Linked DNA regions of Triticum aestivum: region 2 is linked to region 1. Evidence: chromatin contacts called from public HiCAR-type data. All regions are on one chromosome and are shown on one strand. The core of a region is the stretch at or near the end of the contact, and the rest is flanking DNA. Distances in the headings are between cores, read along the strand shown.

The links. HiCAR-type assays count read pairs that join an accessible place to other places.
Region 2: a HiCAR-type map of leaf shows a contact between it and region 1, with 5 times the contacts expected there. The contact joins the promoter of LOC123053669 here to the enhancer-like site in region 1. A contact is called at or near these places in 5 of 5 Hi-C or Micro-C datasets (leaf, root and an unstated tissue) and 1 of 1 datasets of contacts at active chromatin or transcription factors (leaf).

The regions. Positions count from the first base shown.
Region 1 is chr2D:435,872,263-435,875,798 of IWGSC CS RefSeq v2.1, forward strand. No RefSeq gene overlaps it. Among protein-coding and RNA genes, the nearest start is that of LOC123053668, 53 kb to the left of the region's middle. Within about 2 kb of position 1,984, at least 7 of the 8 cell types and tissues checked have an H3K27ac peak or open chromatin away from gene starts, as enhancers often do. A contact at or near this core is called in leaf and root, where this site is marked.
Region 2 is chr2D:436,013,399-436,016,810 of IWGSC CS RefSeq v2.1, forward strand. It overlaps LOC123053669 (BTB/POZ and TAZ domain-containing protein 2), which reads left to right and starts at 1,274. Exons shown (of 2, transcript XM_044477187.1): 1 at 1,274-2,479; 2 at 2,826-3,197. The coding sequence starts at 1,512. The coding sequence ends at 2,997.

The DNA of each region.
Region 1 (3,536 bases), core at 734-3,233:
ATTCCTTACTCTTTCTATTTTCCTTCCTTTATTTTTATTTTTATTTCAAAATGCATGATCTTTTTTCAAAGATGATGAACTTTTTTCAATTTTTTATTTTTAAAATGGATGAACTTTTTTGAAATTGATTAACTTTTTTCAAAATTGTTGAACTTTTTCAAATTGTTTTTTGTTCATTTTTTGGAACTCTTTTAAAATTAATTTTTCTTTACTTTATTAAGTTTTTTCCAAACTTCGAGTGCCAACGAGTCAACTGGGTGAGATCTCCCGAGCGAGCGACTGGAATGAGCGAGCAAGTTTTTCTTAGATAATACGAGCAAGGGAGTGGAACGAGCGACCAGCTTCACGGTTTTGCTGGGCCGGCCCGCTACGCTTCGCATGCGAGCTCCAACAGCACCAACAGGTGCACAAGGCGCCGAAGAGGAACTCTCGTTACTCAATGGGTTTGTTGATATCATCTGCCACACACGAAGGATGCTGGGCTTGCTAGACTGCATGTACTCCCGCCGTAAATAAATATAAGAGCGTATAGATTACTACTTTAGTTTACTGGTGGTTAGTCGAGTGGCTTCTGGCCCACAAGTGCATATCCTGAACTTTGTGCTCTGAAAAAGAAAGAAAGAAAACACTTTGAAGCATAAAAACTCTTGCAATCTTCATGTAAAAAAAATTCTTGCAATCTTTTTCCCGAGTAATTGGCAGGAGCACCACCCCTCAAGTAGAGAAAAATGAAGTAGGTCAAGATATTTACAAGCGTGCGTTGAATGGGTTGCACCCACCCTCATAGAAAAGGCAGCACTCATAAAAGGGCATGAATGTAGATGAGCTAGTTTGCCACAAAGACTGCAACTGCCTGGTCGGAGACCACCCTGTAGGTTTGCCTGCCCTGAAGCATTGAAAACGCATCGGTTCATTTTCTTCCAAATGTGCCAAATCGTGGGACGCGAGGAGATCGTCCCACCATTTGGTTGATGCTCCACGCAGACGCAGGATATGGTAACGATCGGGATGGAGGCCGAGCCTCAAGTTCACCGTCTTCCATACCGCCTGCAAGACGAGGCATTGCAGGTGTTGGTTTGTTTTGCGAATTGCTTCCGTCCTCAAGCATTTCAACGGCCCGGAGTCCGCCGAGCTGGCTGAGTAGTGGTCTAATTCCGGCAAACGGGCCAGTAGGCATGTATTCAAATTCCAACTCCTACGACACGGGGTCTAAAGTATTATGAAAAATGGACTCGTAAAAATAGTTTAACATCTCGTGCGCGCAACGCTTTCAGTTGGGCGACCCACCCAACCACGTGCAATTTTGAAACGGAAAAATAACGCGCCGTGTGTTTCACATCACACGAGACGACGAAGGCTGTAGCACTTGTGCTAGTTTACTCCCATGTGATGAGCGTGGCAGGGGCCGTCCATACGTCCGAGCGAACAGGCACGTTCCGTCGAATCATTCGGCGTGCCAGTTCCGACCCCACTGAGTAGAGGGCGCACGGCCAGCGGTGATCTGCCGTCCACGGACCGGACCACACGGAAAGGGTGGCACCACACTGCTCTTTTTGCTCACCTCCTGGCCCATGCGTGCAGTCGCCAAACATGAATGAATGTACTATGTATATACCGGACTGCAAGATTAAACGTCCTTTTCTACGGTAAGCGTCGTTCTGCTTTGCAGTTACGGGGTTCGTTTCAGGCGTAACTTTCGCTGTACGTAGATCATATGTTGACGCCCCAGACCTGTGAGGCTTGCCAGATATAGCTGACTTTTCCCAACAAGATAGGCAATGTACATAAACAGTGAGCAGAGAGAGATGGGGAATATGCCTATGCTGCATGGACACCATTGCTCCAGCTGGAGTCCAGTTCCAGTAACATGGCGACGATTATTTTATTTTTTTTGAGACAGGCGACGATTATATATGTTGCACACCTATAGCTATAGCTAGCTCCTCTCGACGCCAACTGCCTCCCGTACCATCTGGGCCCATGCACGCCTGCCTCCCCGAGTCCCGCCCGGGCCACGCACGCACCTGCACCACCATGTGACGACCAGCAGTGGCCTACCAAGTCGTAGCTATAGTACGGCCATTTCGTCGACATCCGGCGCTCTCTCTCGTGAATCTCACGACAAATCAAAAGAGCACATCACAGATCTGTGATCTCTACGCACGCACAAATGAACAGACCTGGCCGGTAAAAATCAGGCAGAAGAAAATACTATCACTGCAGGAACGCACGGTGCCGGCGACCATCATGTCCTATTCGTCGCGCCGAGATCCAAAGCCCCTGAAAGCGACGTGGACGGTGCTCCGAATGCCCGTCGGTTTCGAGGCCGGCGACGACCAATCGCCGCACGGATCGATCGGACGGCGACCGGTGCAACTTGCGCGCCGTCTCGATCTCTCGTGTTAGGCGCCGCGACCAGGACGGCCTGTATTGCTTCTGCTACCGAGGGTGCGTGCTCGCGCTCATGACGCCACTTCTTCTTGTGCCCGGCCGGTCGACGTTCGGGCGTGACAATGGCGGGCGTGGGTCCCTCCGGGTGGTGGGTGGCTTGATTATCTTCGTCCGTACTCCGGTTCTCCGCCATGTGATCTTGTGATTTGATTCGCTTATCGTGGTATCGACAGAGACTGATATCCTACCACGCCTATCGATCTGTACCACCAACGCTATGGGCTAGTAGCTATCAAGTTTTCTTTGCCGGGAAAACCTTTTTTAAAATAGTATAGATGTAGACGCTCCTAATACGCACATACACGCATCTCTATAAACGCATGGACGCACAACCCTATCCCTACGAGCAACTTTGAAAGACCGAGCCGACATATCATTTTAAGATTTACGAAGTCGCAATAGACGTATTCGTAGTCGACAGAAACGTCTCTTCTCATTGAGCGCACATCACCAAAAGGTTTGTAATAAATTCACAAAAATACGACCATTAATGCCAACCTGCCAAGTCCAGTACTTATATCGTTGGTTTCACCACAAAGACCATAAACTTCCTAAGTTGGCTTCGTCGGGAAAGTTACTATCAAGTAGTACGATGCTTTGGCAAGACTGTTTAACAAAATACTAGTACATCGCGATGCATACGATGTTTGAAAACCACATAAGGGTATCTTCAATGTTGACGCGCAAATTTGCTCCGGCACGCGTCCACCGATGAGGTGACCAGTCCACATGCACTAATGCCGGAGGCCGCCATCAAACGCCGCCCACATATATTTCAACAACTATTTAAACCAACGAGGACGAAATTCGTGCAAACTCGGCGTATTTCATATAAAACAGACGACATTCACGCAAACACGGATTTTCATTACATTTTGAACATTTAGAAAAAAAAACATTTCGACCCTAAACCTATCCTATGGCGACGACTGCCGTCCACTTGCTTTGTATTCCGTATCCGCGACCACGTCCTCCATCTGCCGTCTCCATGAACGGCGCCGGGGTTCAAGACCCGTGAAGTGGAGGTGCGGATTTCGGCGAGGAAGAGTAGAACATGGGAGACGGACTGGCCCATATGGGACACA
Region 2 (3,412 bases), core at 24-2,523, 140 kb after region 1:
TAATATTAACGTTATATACATGTCCTAAATTAGAGCATGATAATTTTATTATCGTTGATACCTTGGCACATTCATTGAATATACCATGATAAAATTTTAAATCAGAGGATGGTAGTTTTATAGAGTATAGCATGTCATTTGTTCTTATATGTTTAGACCATGCCAGTTGTAAATTTATGCTTCTCTTAGTTTTATGTCAGATTGTTTTGTTGATGGCAATTTTTTTTCAAAAAAGTTAGCTAATTGAGCCTATCTTTTTCTTTTCATGCGCGTTACATGGGCCAACCTATGGTCACGCTGCAATCGCACTACAACGAACATACTATAGAGGGACGCCGGTTCGCTGGATGGAACCTTCCCCAACTAACATTTTGTTCACTCCGGAGGTGCCTTCCCTGGGAATGTTCGCCAGCTATTGCCGTATGGAGTACCAAAGAAAAGTTGGACCCAATATTACTAACATCACAAAAGTTACACTAGGCCATAATATACCAACACTATAACATACGACATAGGGACGCCGGTTCGCCGGATGGAGCTTTCCCCAACTAACGTTTCCTTCGCTCCGGAGGTGCCTTCCCCGGGAATGTTCGCCAGCTATTGCCGTATGGAGGAGTACCAAAGAAAAGCTGGGCCCCAGTATTATTAACATCACAAAAGTTACACTAGGCCATAATATACCAACACTATACAAGTATAGTATTTAAACGCATTAGCATGTGGCCAAGATAAGAAAACATTGCACAATCACGTCTGCGTATGTAGTATGAAGATAAAGTTCCATCTCCAAGAAAGTTGGCAATAATAATTAAGAACTTCCGAATTCCGACCAATACCGCGTTTGGTATGAATGAATCCTTATAAACAAATTAAATATGAAGAAACAAAACGTGGATCCGTGTCATCAACTCCACACCCAAAACCATTTTAAAAAATGAACTCTGCACCCGAAAAGTAACAAAACGCCGCCAAACACCCAACAGCTCCGTTCCCTTTCCGCACCCAAACTGGTGGCGCACGAAGCGCCTACGTGGCCCGATCGCGGTCGTCGGCTCAGCAGCCTGGCTCAACCACCGCCGGTGGTTTCCCTCCGTCGGCGTCCCCTGAGATCGCCTCGCTGACTCAGATCCTCCTCTTGGAGTCAAATCCTCATCAGCCTCGACGCATCAACGGGGGCGATTAGCTAATTATTTCCGTCCAAAATAACGCGGCCCGCTCCCAATGATTATCCCGTCCCGTTGTTCCCGTTGCCGTCAGTTGACGATAGCTGTGCACGCACTGTGCTACACGTCGTCGTCGGCTACCTTTGTCCACGACACTATATAGCTGTCGCTGAGCTCGAGACTTCCTCTCATTCTCTTTCCACATCGCCCCGAGATCCATCTGCTCCGTTTCTTGGGTTTCTCGGTGCTTTGGTGCTCTGCTACGCGTTCCGTTGCCCTTGTTGACACCAGGAGAAGTCGGAGGCTTCACGAGGGGGCTAGCTAGCTGGACTTTGGAAGCGATCAAAAATGACGATCTGCGCGGGCTTCGACTCCTACCGGGCCTCGCCGGCGGACATGCGGGTCGTGACGTCGGACGGGCAGAGCATCGCTGCGCATTCCTACGTTCTTGTAAGCCACTCTGCCGCTTGTTTGATTTATGCGGCGGATCTTGCCTTGTGCGTTGTTGTTGAATCGTTGGCTAATTCCAAATCGGGCGGCGGTATGCAGGCCTCGGCGTCGCCGGTGCTGGAGCGGATGATCGACAGGGCGCAGCGCGGGTGGGGCGCCGAGTGCACCATCCCCGTCCTCGGCGTCTCCTTCGACGCCGTCCACGCCTTCATCCACTTCCTCTACTCCCCCAAGTCCAGGGTGGTGCCCGCGGAGGAGGAGGCGGTGGGCGCCAACTGGGCGCAGCTGCTGGCGCTGGCGCACGCGTACCGGGTGGGGTGGCTGAAGCGGGCGGCGGAGGCGGCCGTGTCGGCGCGCCTCACGCCGGAGCGCGCCGTGGACATGCTGAAGCTGGCGAGGCTCTGCGACGCGCCGCGGCTGTACATGCGGTGCGCGCGCCTCGCGGCCAAGGAGTTCGCGGCCGTGGAGCAGTCCGACGGTTGGCGCTTCGCGCGGCGCCACGACGCCGCGCTCGAGCTCGAGCTCCTCACGCTCCTGGAGGACGCCGACCAGCGGAGCGAGCGTTGGGCGCGCGAGAGGGCCGCGCAGGAGGCGTGCCGGCAGCTCGGCGAGGCCATGGCCTCCCTCGAGCACATCTTCCCCGGCGAGTCCGGCGCCAAGGCCGCCTGCGCGGACGCGGACGCGCCGTGCGCGAGGGCGGGGTGCACGTGCCGGGGCCTTCAGGTCCTGATGCGGCACTTCGCGACGTGCCCGAAAAAGATGGCGCCCGGCGGGTGCGCGCGGTGCAAGCGCATGCTGCAGCTGTTCCGGCTCCACGCCTCCGTCTGCGACCGGCCGGACCGGGCCTGCCGCGTGCCGCTGTGCAGGTGAGAAAACGCATTTTGAAAAAACACACTTTCCATCAAACGTTGGCGCTTTCGGCAAACGCACGGTAGATCGGCAGCCAAGAACCAGGCTGGCGAGATCGGTGCCCGGCGCCCTTTCCGGGAAAGGAAATCGGTTCGTACTTCATCACAATATACAAGGAAATTGGACGTACGTGCTAGCTTTCGTCCTCTTGCATGAAAGCGACTTGGACGGCCATGGCAACGCCGCCAATAGAGCGCCATGCAAACGCACATGACGGATCTGACGCATGCCTAATAGCTGTTTTTTTACGTCTGGTGACGAAGTGAGATCTAACGTTTCACCGTGGTTGGCTGATTTTTGCAGCCATTTCAAGGCCAAGGCGCAGACGGGGAAGGCGGACAAGACGTGGCGGCTTCTGGTGAAGAAGGTGACGAGGGCGAAGGTGATGTCCTCCCTGGCCGAGAGGAAGGTGGTGCCGGAGGTCGTGGCCGAGTCATGGGCGAGATACAACCGTAGAGGAGCCAAGTTGAGATGAGAAGATTCATTTCTCTAATTCTCTTGTCTTGGTCGTGTAGTTTAACCCTTGTCGTTAGCAACGAGGTGTTGTGAGCTCAGGTTGTACTATCTATCGTCTAGTAGTTCTAGCTAGTGATAGTCTACTTAGCACATGTCACTTATGACTTGCGATGGTTAAACTTTTTCTTTTCCTTTGCGATGGTTAAACTATAGTGTTTACCGCGCATCCATGCTGCTCTGTTCCGGTCTCATGCGCCACGGTTACCATGCGTCGGAACTGGTCCAGTACGATCCGCCGACATGCCCGACCCCACGGTGCAGTGAGTGCGGCCAGCGATTCTTCGGCTCACCCAACAGGCAAGTCACCAGAATATGCTCGCTGTTACTCTTTGTTAGCAGGAATCATGCAACGTGACTCCTACTCGCAGTTACTC